2 separate regions of the Mus musculus genome follow, and region 1 is linked to region 2. A link is a contact called in public promoter capture Hi-C data. All regions are on one chromosome and are shown on one strand. The core of a region is the stretch at or near the end of the contact, and the rest is flanking DNA. Distances in the headings are between cores, read along the strand shown. Region 1 overlaps Gm38528 (a long non-coding RNA gene). Region 2 holds the start of Hat1 (histone aminotransferase 1).

What was found. Promoter capture Hi-C pulls out the DNA fragments that hold promoters and counts their contacts.
Region 1: a contact with region 2 is called in a promoter capture Hi-C map of embryonic stem cells, with 2.4 times the contacts expected there. The contact joins the enhancer-like site here to the promoter of Hat1 in region 2. A contact is called at or near these places in 10 of 39 promoter capture datasets (the 3T3-L1 cell line, the HPC-7 cell line, embryonic stem cells and 4 more) and 3 of 115 datasets of contacts at active chromatin or transcription factors (embryonic stem cells, large pre-B cells and memory CD8 T cells).

What each region holds. Positions count from the first base shown.
Region 1 is chr2:70,707,849-70,713,568 of GRCm38.p6, forward strand. Gm38528 (a long non-coding RNA gene) reads left to right here. Exons shown (of 4, transcript XR_866403.3): 2 at 1,895-1,954; 3 at 3,192-3,275; 4 at 3,964-4,792. Tlk1 (tousled-like kinase 1) reads right to left here. Exons shown (of 20, transcript NM_172664.3): 20 at 4,559-5,720. Among named protein-coding and RNA genes, the nearest start is that of Gm38528, 6.4 kb to the left of the region's middle. Within about 2 kb of position 1,368, at least 19 of the 459 cell types and tissues checked have an H3K27ac peak or open chromatin away from gene starts, as enhancers often do. A contact at or near this core is called in embryonic stem cells, where this site is marked.
Region 2 is chr2:71,385,718-71,391,940 of GRCm38.p6, forward strand. Hat1 (histone aminotransferase 1) reads left to right here and starts at 3,543. Exons shown (of 11, transcript NM_026115.4): 1 at 3,543-3,587; 2 at 4,186-4,281. The coding sequence starts at 3,581.

The DNA.
Region 1 (5,720 bases), core at 118-2,617, 680 kb before region 2:
TAACATTAGCGCCACTAGAAAGTCAATTATTTTCTCTAAAGCATCCTTACAAATCAGCCCATTTAATACTAAAGGTCAAGACCTTCTTTTAGAATTAAAAAGGAAAGAAACCCAACAAAATAAAATTACACTTTAACATAGCTCTTTCTCCTAAAAGACAAAACCCCACCAAAAAACAAAAACCATGTGCATTGCTGGAGGGAAGCAAAGATAAGTAAGGTAAACACGCTATTGATTAATGCACACATAAGATAATCCTGCCCATGCTTTTTAGATTCCGTAACTAATATGGCCACTCCTGGGGAACTCCGAATCTTGATGAATGTGTTCTGATAATGCTGAGGGGGCAGGGTCTCTTCAAAGAGGTTTCTTTTAGACTTGAAACTATGTTTCGGAGCTGAAACTGTGTCTGCTAGATAACCTATTCTTCTGAAAAAGCTTTACAAACTGAAGGAAAACCCATTCCTACTGGAGAGTTAAAATTGTCATGGGAAAAAAAATGTTAACAAGCCAGCCACCAGTGTTAGTGTCCACCGTGGCTGCAGATCCACAGAGCACAAAGTGGGGAGCAGCATTTACCTGGGAGACAGAATCCAACCTACCCAACTGTGCCCCACCCCCATGTGCTAAGGCAGTTGAGGGACTCTTGAGAGCCACAGGCAGGCCTCATACTGACTGTCATGCCCAGATATGGGTTCAAAAGCACATCAAAACCAGGGGCTGGCTGCTGCCCAGTCGTCCATCTCTTCTTAGGGCCGCCCAATGGCTGGCTGGGGGGGCCTGGAGGGGGGTGTCTCTAACCCTCACTCAGGTGTGGGTTCCTGTGCTAGGTTCCTGCTAGGCAGGGGCAGTTAGTAAAGTTTACAGATGTGGAAGCCTCCCATAGAAGTTAGTGACTATGCTCACACTAATAAACTAATATGGAAGACAAAGCCACAGCTGACTTCCAAGCCAGAGACGCCAGCCTCCTCCACCCCGTCCCCACATTATCCTTTTCCTGAATCTTTAAAAAGAACGTATGAATTTGGTCATTAGTAGACAAGATAATTAAAAAATTGAAACACCTAAAACCACAGCTAAACACCACATTCATTTTTCAGCAACTTTAGTGTCTAAGTTTGATGACTACCCTGTCTTACAGAAGACCTTGGTATCGCCTGCTAAGTGGATGAATTAACACATATACAGCAGGCAATTAACTCAGATGAGATGGTGGGGTCATGGTTTGGCCTAAGGCTTTCCCAACAGTCAAGGAGCCTTGAAGCTTACATGAAAATCTGAAATGGATTCTGTGTGGAAGGCAGGCTGTGCTGAGTGCTCCCATGGTGGCATGCGTGAGGGGGCGGGAAGTGTGCGTGAGGGGGCGGGAAGCACGCCTGAGGGGGCAGGGGTGCGCATGCTTTTCAGTCCTTAGACGTGGAGAGACGCACTGAAGCTTTTCCAAACTTCCAGAACTTTTTTTGAGTGAGCTACTGAGTCAGTTCCAAGGCTCTCCTTAGGAAGAGAACAGTGGGCAGGGAGAAGCCCAGAGCTACTTTCTGGCTCCTCCATGGGGAGGCATCAACACCCCGGAAGCCTCTCTGGGGAGGGCACACAGGTCCTACTGGTGGGTGGCCCGCCTGCAGAAGGCATGGGAACACAGCAAGGACAGCACTGGTTTGCACTCACCTTCATCTTACCTGAAATGAGCTTAGTCACAAGGGTGCGCTCCAGTGACTCAGCACCAACAGTGAGTGCTGACAGCGTTCCAACACTTTTCTTTAGGTTTGCTCTTTTATGATGATATAAAAAGTCACACTTGCTCTTTGATTTTTGTCACCACTGAAAAGTGACATTTCAGGCTTCCAAAGATAGATAGATAGATTGGTCTGTCTGTCTGTCTACCTTTTTATAGGCCCAGCCAGGCTATAATGCTCTCTCTCTCCTCCACACATCCCTGATTCCGAGGTTGCAGGTATGTGTTATGATGCCCAGCTCCTTCTCTCTCTCTCTCTCTCTCTCTCTCTCTCTCTCTCTCTCTCTCTCTCTCCCTCCCTCCCTCCCTCCCTCCCTCCCTCCCTCCCTCCCTCCCTCCCTCCCTCCCTCCCTCTCTCTCTCTCTCTCTCTCTCTCTCTCTCTCTCTCTCTCTCTCTCCTCTCTCTCTCTCTCTGTGTGTGTGTAGCCCTGGCTGTCCTGGAATTCATTTTGTAGACCAGGCTGGCCTTGAACTCAGAAATCTGCCTCCCGAGTGCTGGGATTAAAGGTGTGCGCCACCACCGCCTGGCCCGTCTCTCCTCTTCTGATGCATCAGTGAGCATGTGGCTGTTACGTCAGCTTCCTCTATTGAAGAGCAGTCCGTCCATCCACCCATCTTACTTCAAACGACTGAGACACAGAAAGATAACGGAAAAGCACAGCAGAGCTCTGCGCATAGCCATCACTGGCCACAGCAGGGTCCTTCTAGCCCAGCTCTGGGTATCCCCTCCAGAATCCTTTCCTAGGGACAGAGAACCTAGACAACAGCTGTTACCATCCTGCTTCCAAAACTGTGGTGAGGTTTCTGTGCCTGGAGGCGTGGGCCTGCGCAGGTGATTCACATCCAAGCTCAAGGCCCAAGAGGGCTCAGGCCAGGGCCACACACCCTGCTCGTCACTGGAGACTTTGGTTTTATAAAAATAAATCTTGAATTCGGTTTATACACTCAAATCTTACTTATTGAAAATTTTTTACAGGGTGTCTTAGTGTGGGAAAGCTCTAAATGAGTCTTCTGCGACCAGATTGCCTCTGGGCTGGGCACATATGTGCGACTCCGCTCCTAGGCAGAGGTTTTCTCTCTGGCCTTGTCTGGGGTATTCTAAGCCCCACACTTGCCTCTACCGAGGAATGTCATTTAGCCTTGGTTAGTTTGCAGGATCGATTTCCTTTCTCCTGATAAACCTAGTCATTCAACCTGCATCCAAGACTACCAAGAGGATTCCCCATGCTAATGAGGCATTCTAGGTCCCTTAAAGTCCTCAGCCAATAATGGCCTTTGCTCATCTTGGATGTCCCTACCCTCAGTCCCCCAAACTTTATAAACCTTCAGTCACTCTGAGTAAAGTTGGTCTGCCTACTGACAAGCAGTCCCTGTGGGCATGCACTGTACACACTCAGGGGGCTTCCGAACCCCAACCCCCTCGACAGCTCTGCTATCTTTGCTCTTGTGTTCTTAGGGTTATACTGCTGTGAAGAGAACCATGAACAAGGTGACTCATAAAGAAAAACATCTGGCTGAGGCTGGCTTACAGTTTCAGAAGGTTAGTCCGTTATCATGGCAGCATGCAGGTAGACATGGTACTGGAGAAACAGATGAGAGTGTTCCACATCTTGATCCGAAGGCACCCAAATGGAGACTGTTCCACACTGGGAGGAGATTAGGCATATATATGACCTCTAAGCCCACCTCCAGAGTGACACACTTCCTTCAACAAGGCCACATCTACTCTAACAAGGTCATACCTCTTAGTAGTGCCATTTCCTATGGGCCAACCACTTAAACACACTAATCTATGGGGACCAAACCTATTCAAACCACTACACTGAGTGAAGTAGCCCACACATAATTCCAGCATTCTGGAGGCTGAGGCAGGAGGATTGCTATCAACTTTGAGGCCAGCTTGGACTACATAACCAGACTCTAGATAAAGTAATTAATGGGGGTGGGGGGAGGAGGTAAGATAAGTGGAGATGCATTTTGGGTGGGAAAGCCAATTCAGATACAAATGGACAAGCTATACACACTCAAAAACCACTACAGAATGAGCCAAAATCCAAAAATTCAATTTAGAAACTAGCTGTCAAAGCAGTTTTGGAATTAGGCTAAATATTTTAAAACACTGAAATTCAGTGTATTCAGAAGAAAAATTATTTTAAAAACATGGAAATTTACAGTGATACTAGAAAAGGACCTGATGTGTTCACATTTAAACTCAAGTTCTTTTGTAGGAAAAGATGGTGGCCATCCGGAAAACCAACCACATCTCCCACCCTCAACGTGATGTCGTCCTGGCAGCCTCTGCTCCTTTCAACATCCATGTGTTTATTAAAGTGCACACACTTACTGTTTTTTGGTGGGCAGTATGCTGAGGACTTAGCCCATGAGCTAAGTTCAAAACTCTCCCAGTAAACTACTCCCAATAAACTCCAACCCAGGGATGAGAACTGTGCACTTTATCTGCAGTGATGACTCCAGAAGACAAGAAAACAGCTAGCACCTCAAGACAAATGGGTAGAAACTGCCAGAGTAACATGGACATTATTTAGCAGCTAGCACCAGTTCCTCACAAAGGTTATACTGGTTCACTGAGCCCAAGTATTAGTAGGCTATTTAAATCTACATTTGGAAAAACTTAGAAGACATGGGTACGTTATCTCCGATACTCTTATTAATATTTTTTCTAAACTTTGTTTTTAACTTTAACAACCTGAAACACTTCCTGCTTGTCCTGAGTATGCATAAGGAATTTACCTGCCTTTTAAGTAAAGCAGCTATGTTATTACCCTCAATCTTAAGGGTTCTTTGAGTGTAATTTTCACAGTCTTTACATTTTTACTGTCATTGTTTATTACTGTTTGGCTACATTCTCTATAATTCCAGCAGCATCTTAAACAGACAGTGTGTCTATGTACAATGAAAACAAACAAACGAAATGGCTTGCAACACCAGGTAAGAGCCACAGTGTAACTGTACATGTTAGGGGCGGCTGGCAGGGATAGCCTGTTGTCTGCACCATGGACAACTTACATGTAAGTCTCGGCATTATGAATTTGACAATAAAGAAAAAAAAATCCTTTCAAGAATGAAATACAGCATCCCCAAAAAAATATTGGTTTCTACCACACAAGGTAGTTAGAAAATGTTCACATTTTAACAAATCTGTACAAACCACGAGAAACATTCTATGGGACTATCATCCCACCTTGATGCTAAGAACTTTCTAGAAATGTAGAATAACCATGAACAATTTATAAATCTAGTTTCTATGTGTTCCACAGCTCCAGAACCTAAAAAACTGATTTGAAGAACTCAATATGCCCAGCATGGATCACTGCACATGCCTTGATTGTTAACGAGTGCCTGCTTTTAATATCTCTCTATGATGTACAGTCAACTTGTGCCTTCAAGGTCATTCAATTTTTTATAGCAAAAAAGCAATATCATTTAGCAGCAATTAAAGCGCCTTCAAGAAGACTTAAAAAAAATACAATATCCAATTAGAAAAGCCGTATTTTTAAACATTTGTACAAGAATAAGCTGCTGAAACTCAGTAATTGTAATCCGACATCTGTACAGTAGTTTACAATAGAGCCAGAAGGGAATTCATCATTATCCTGCATACAACTGGCCTGCTTTTGGTTACACACTGTCTTCTGTTTTAATGAACCAGGCCTGAAAACAAAAGAAAAACGCCTGTTAATCTAACCCACTGAAAGCCCTGGAAATACTATCATTTAGTAACTTCAACTGATTTGAAATAGGCAGCTCTTTGTGTTAAAGGTGTAAAGTGTCCAGAAACGACAGCTTGCCTTTAACATAACCGGTTAAGGGGTCGGGGGTAGGGCGGCGGACCACTGACACGTGATCTCGAGGTACAACTTGGTAAAAGTCAGAATAGGCAAATGACAAAGTCTCCAACTGTCCAAAGACCCTAACTCTCACATTCTGTTATAAACACAGCGGCTGCTGTCACTCAGTTCTTGCT
Region 2 (6,223 bases), core at 2,293-4,792:
TATATATATATATATATATAGAGAGAGAGAGAGAGAGAGAGAGAGAGAGAGAGAGAGAGAGACAGGCTCTCTCTTGAAACTCCTGGCTATCCTGGAACTCACTCTGTAGACCAGGCTGGCCTCAGACTCACAAAGAGGCACTGCCTTGGGCTTGAGTGCTGGAATTAAAGGCATGTACCACTATGCCCAGCATGTTTGATTATTTTTATTATCACCTTCCTGAAAGAAGATGTTTTTTGTTTCTGAGATGAACTGCATCTAAGCACATATTCTGAGACATTTAGAAAGTATGGGTAAACAGTTCGACAATGAGGATCAGAACTGTAGTCTCGGCTCCTCAGTACTTCATACTAATTCTCGTCACCCTAGATCAAACAAGCTCATCGTACTTCTTACAAGAGTCATAATTGCTTAGCTACAGATAAAGACATCTGGAGAATGATAAGCCGGGGTTGGAGAGATGGCTCAGTGGTTAAGAGCACTGGCTGCTCTTCCAGAGGTCCTGAGTTCAATTCCCAGCAACCAGATGGTGGCTCACAACCATCTGTAAAGGGATCCGATGCCCTCTTCTGGTATGTCTGAAGACAGCAACAGCTATAGTGTACTAACATACATAAAATAAAAATAAATCTTAAAAAAAAAAGAAAATGATAAACCTTGCCATTTTGAACAAATATTTTTCCTTTCAATTTTTTAAAATTATATTTATTTGTGTTTTATTTATTGTGTATTTATTTGTGTGTGTGTGTGTGTGAGAGAGAGAGAGAGAGAGAGAGAGAGAGTGTGTGTGTGTGTGTGTGTGTGTATGTGTGTGTTTTACAGCACTTATAAAGAGGTCAGAGGACAACCTATAGGAGGATGAGTTCTCTCTTTCCACTATGTGGGGCCTGGGCATCAAATTCAGGTTGTCAGGCTGGGCAGCAGGTGCTTTCACCTTCTGACCCACCTCACTGGTCCTGTTTCCCTTTCTGATCAATCATTAGTAGCATTGACTTCATATTCCTATCTGAACACTATGACTGTAATCTTGTATGTAAGAGTTTAAAGAGCAGGGCCTCAGTGTTCTTGCTGCCTACTCTAATCTTAAAGGGCATTTCTAGATAGCTAACACATAAATACCAGGCCTGAGTATCTGGAGGACTGGGCTCATCAGGACACTGGAGTAAACTGAAGATGAGCTTGGCAACTTACCTTGGGCTGACTCCTTTCTCTTTTCCTCCCTCGCTTGCCAGCCCCACCACCTCTCTGTCTCTGTCTCTCTCCAGATCTCACATAGCCCAGCTGACCTCAAGCTTCAGTGGCCAAGAATAACCTGAATTCCTGCCTTCCCCCCCCCCCCCCCCGTGCGGGGCGGGGGGGGGGGTGTTATAGGTATGTGCTGTTGGTCCTTATCCTCTTCTTCCCTTTCGCCTTCCACCTCTTCTTTTGGCAGATTCTTCTCAATCACAGTTCAGGTTAACCTCAAACTGATGAGTTGATGTTCCTGCCTCAGACTCCCGGGTGCAATGAGCTTAGGCACAATCTATCACTTTAGCTATATATTTTTTTTATCTCTAATACTAGAGAGCATATTAATTCTAGACTATTTCACCACGTGTGATGGTTAGTTTTAACTGTCACCATGGCATAGAACAAAATACACACATATAAATGTTTATATACACACATACATGCATATATGTATTACATACTACATACATATATACACATATATACTATATAACACATACATATATGACCCACACAAACCTATATTAGTGTGAGCATGTTTGCTGGGGATTGCCTTGATCATCTTAATTGATGGGAGAAGACTCACTTTAAGTGTGAGCAGCACCTTCTGGTAATGGCCCAGGTAAAAGGCAGAAAGAAAGCTTTGCTAACTTGCCTCCTTAACCTTCATTCTCACTGGAGAGTTCATTGACCTTTTTGGTGTGTAAGGGTCCATGATTTGCTGAAGGATGTCACCCTGGACTCCAATAGTATGTAACCACAAAGAGTGTTGAATTCTGCAGAAGTCTAGCAAGCTGGGTCTCCCATGACCCAGGTAGAGAGACACCCAAGTGAGCTCAGAGGCCTGATTTAAAGCACATTAGGGAGTTCTGGGGTAGGTGACCTCTATGATAATCTGTTGGGTCCATCTCTACTGACATTCCATTGCCGGGGTAGAGAGGCTGTAAACTTGTTGGGGGAGGCCTGGAAACTGCTGCTGACCCATTGTCCTTGCCTCGGGCCAGACAGGTGGCCAGACAGGTGGCGGGCCGGCTTCGGAGGCCTGGACTTGCCTGGACTTGCCCAGGTCTTGGTAAGAGATTTAGGCCTAACCTCCTTAACTGCCAATTTGAAGCCTGTCATGGAGTCAGCCTAGCCTTCTCAAGCGCTGGTATTAGAACCTTGCTAGGCAGAGACCCAACAGTTCTCCAGGAGTCCCTCAGGTCTTCACAGGCAGATTGGGCTGAGGCTCCTAGCTTTGAGGACTGACCACCAGGTTTTCAGCATTTGCTGTGAGACAACCACTGTCTGGCCTCTCCAAGTGTACCACATAAGCCAAGGTGGTAAGTCATCTTTTAATATATGTTCATTCCATTGGTTCCTTCTTTTCTAGAGAGACCCGATATACCAAAGATCAACTTTCCATACGGCATGCATCATTTTAAAGCGTATCAGCAAATGTGTTGACACCAGGGAGTCTGGTATTTGAATACCATCGTAGAGGTAAATAGCAAATTATCCTCTGGGAGAAAAAAAAAAATCCAAAAGCAACTAAATAATAAGGCCCATGATTAAAAATGGGTAGTATCCTATGATTAGTTCAAGCCACTAGGACCTCATACAAGTCCAACTAAATCAAGCCACTTGAGGTAGTGTTAGTAACCACTTTTAGTGAGCTAAATGGTTGTCCAGAAAACTTAAGAGCAAAAGCAGGTATATTTCTAAATTTTACTTTTAATAGTTGTGCACGCTAGCATGTAATCAGAGCACAGCTTTCGGGAGTCTTCCATTTTGGGTCCCTGAGTTCTTTAATATGGCACTATTTTTCAATTTGGGAGCACAAAGAAAGTCTATAATGGGTTAGTGGCAGAGCCTTATGTCTACCATAAGTATGACTCTGAATTGGTCACCCAGCTCCAAAATACGAATAAAATTCAGAGGAACCTTTTAAAATGGGTTATGGCAAAGTTGAATCAAAAAGTTTAAAAACTTCGAAATGAAACCCCCACAGAAAAACTTGCGTTCGGGCCAAAAGATGGGAAGGACAATCGCCTTAAGCTGTTTGAGAATTCACATTAATTTCTAAGCAAGTCTCTAGTGGCCAGCAAGCCGCACAGGCTGGGACGCCGAAGACATGGGGTGAGGGCATCCTCACGTGCGGTGGCTAGGCAACCGCGGGCGCCTTCTCACGGTGCTAGCCCCGCCTCCTGAGGCACTTCCGCCGCCGCGCGCCTGGACCTTCTCCCTCTCATTGGTTCGTGGCTCGCCGAGGATGGGCGGGGGAAACGCGTAAGTCCTTGCGGTCACTTCCGGCCCGGGAGCGCGCGGGTTGATTTGTCCTTCCTCAGCTGCGGGCGCTCGGAGCTCGGAAATGGCGGGTAAGTTCCCGGGAAAAGTTTAGCAAGGGGAGGAGGCGGGTGCTTCTGGGGAAGAACGTTGAGGCGGCCGTGACAGTGGCCGCCTGGAACTTTCGGGCTCTAGCAGAGGTTCCAGAAGGCCTCTCCCTTCCGCGAGGCACTGAGGGTCGGGGACTGGCTCCCGGTGGGCCGCGCTCGGCGCCACCGCCCCCGGTGCTGACGCTCGGCGCCTCCCGTGGGCCTCCCGGGCCTTGAGCTCAGGCAAGGCGCTCAGTTTGGTCTGGTGGAGCGCGGTCTGCCTCGGAGCCTTTCACCCCCTCGTTCCCCTTTGCTCACTGTCGCCCTAATGTAACCCATTAGGTCCAGTTCCCGCCAGCTGATCCTCTCCAGGGCCCTGCCCACCTCCCTCCCAGCCAACTTCTGAGCGAGCGCGGTGCTGCTGCCCTGCCCTGGTTCAGGGCACACTCAGGGTCTCATAACCCTTCAGGATTCCTGAGATCATTGTTTTTTTAGATGTCCTTTGAGAAAGTCGTTTTTACACTGCCCAACTTGTCACTTAGAATGGAACTTCTGTGCTGTGTGTAGTAGAATCCTCTTGCTGTGCTTTATTCGTTTCTAGCCTTGGAGAAATTTCTGGTGGAGTATAAGAGTGCCGTGGAGAAGAAACTAGCAGAGTACAAGTGTAACACCAACACAGCAATCGAGCTGAAACTAGGTGCGTATTTCCTTTCAGAGGAGTTCTGTGTGTGCAGCCCTGTATTTAACAGAGCCTTTAAAATAGGAAACACAGCTTGAGGTTAAGACGATTACGTAACAGGTACTTTCTGCGTTGACTGGACATGGAGATTTTAGGCAGTTCTCTAAGTTCATGCGGTAGAAGGGGTAGGGGAAAGATAGTGATAAGAAAGTGAAAGATAGTGTGGCAGAAAGTATATGTGATCTCATCTTAAAAATTGCAAATACACCAGGCAGTGGTGCCGCATGCCTTTAATCCCAGCACTTGGGAGGCAGAGGCAGGCGGATTTCTGAGTTCGAGGCCAGCCTTGGTCTACAGAGTGAGTTCTAGGACAGCCAGAGCTATACAGAGAAACCCTGTCTCGGGGGAAAAAATTGCAAATGGGGGATGGAGAGATGGCTCAGCTGTTAAGATCATTGACTGTTTTTCCAGAGGTCCTGAGTTCAAATCCCAGCAACCACATGGTGGCTTACAACCATCTGTAATGAGATCTGATGCTCTCTTCTGGTGCTCGTACTTACATATAATCATTCAATCAATCAATCTTCAGGCCCCAGGGAGCAGGACTGGTAAGAGCACTGACTGTTCTTCCGGAGGTCTTGAGTTCAAATCCTAGAAACTACATGGTGACTCACAAACATCTATGATGAGATCGGATGCCCTCTTCTGGTGTGTCTGAAGACAGCTACAGTGTACTTAGATATAATAAATAAATCTTTTTAAAAAAAATTGCAAATATGATAATAACAGCTGTTGGTTAGGATGTGGAAATTCATGGGTTGCTGGTATTATATCTAAAATGATATAACAACTTTGGTTTGGAAAAAAAATTTAAATGTATTTTATGTTCATAAGTGCTTTCTCTATCTTCATGAATACCAGAAGAGGACATCAGATTCCCACCATGTGTTTGCTGGGAATTGAACTCAGGACCTCTGGAAGAGACCAGTGCTCTTTTTTTTTTTTTTTTAAAGATTTATTTATTTATTATATGTAAGTACACTGTAGCTGTCTTCAGACACTCCAGAAGAGGGCGTCAGATCTTGTTACAGATGGTTGTGAGTCACCATGTGGTTGCTGGGATTTGAACTCCGGACCTTCGGAAGAGCAGTCGGGTGCTCTTATCAACTGAGCCATCTCACCAGCCCTAGTTTAAAAAAAAAAACAAACATAAATTAGCTACGTGAGCCAGCCCTTTTATTAGGTGTCTGTTCAAGGGAAGTGAAGATGTTCATTTATACATGAATACTTAAAAGTGAGTTATTTACAATAGCCAAAAAGTGTAAACAACTCATAAAGCAGTTGGTAAACAGATAAAGTATGCCATAGTTATTCAGTGGAATATTGTCTGACAATAGAAGTTCTGATACCTGTCACACAATGTGGAGAAATCTGAAAAACATGCTAAGTAAAAGAAGGCAGGCAAAACCAGTATAGTGTGTCCATTTGTTTAAAATGTTCAGAAAGGACATCTGCAAAGACAGACGGTAGAGAATCATTACCCCAGGCTAAATGTAGGCTCCTGACTGTCCTGGAACTTACTCTGTAAACCAGGCTGGTCTTGTATTTCCCTTAGTGATGGACCTGAAATCATAAGCCATTTAAATCCTTGACAGAGTTGCTTTTAGTCAGTGTTTTATCACAGCGCCAGAAATGAAACTAGAACCAATGCAACTAATCCAGTGATTGTGACAAGAGGTCATAGTTTACTGAACCTTCACTCCACAGACTCCTAATCAAGATGGTATTTTCTGTACTTACATATGTTATTTTTCTAAAACTGGCATTCTGTTATATAATGTGCTTTCTCTGCAGCTTGAAAATGTGTGATGTATACATAACAGTTTGCACACATGCAGAAGCCAGTGGAGGATACCCGCTTTCTTTGTCATTCTCCACTGTTACTTCCATGACATGGGGT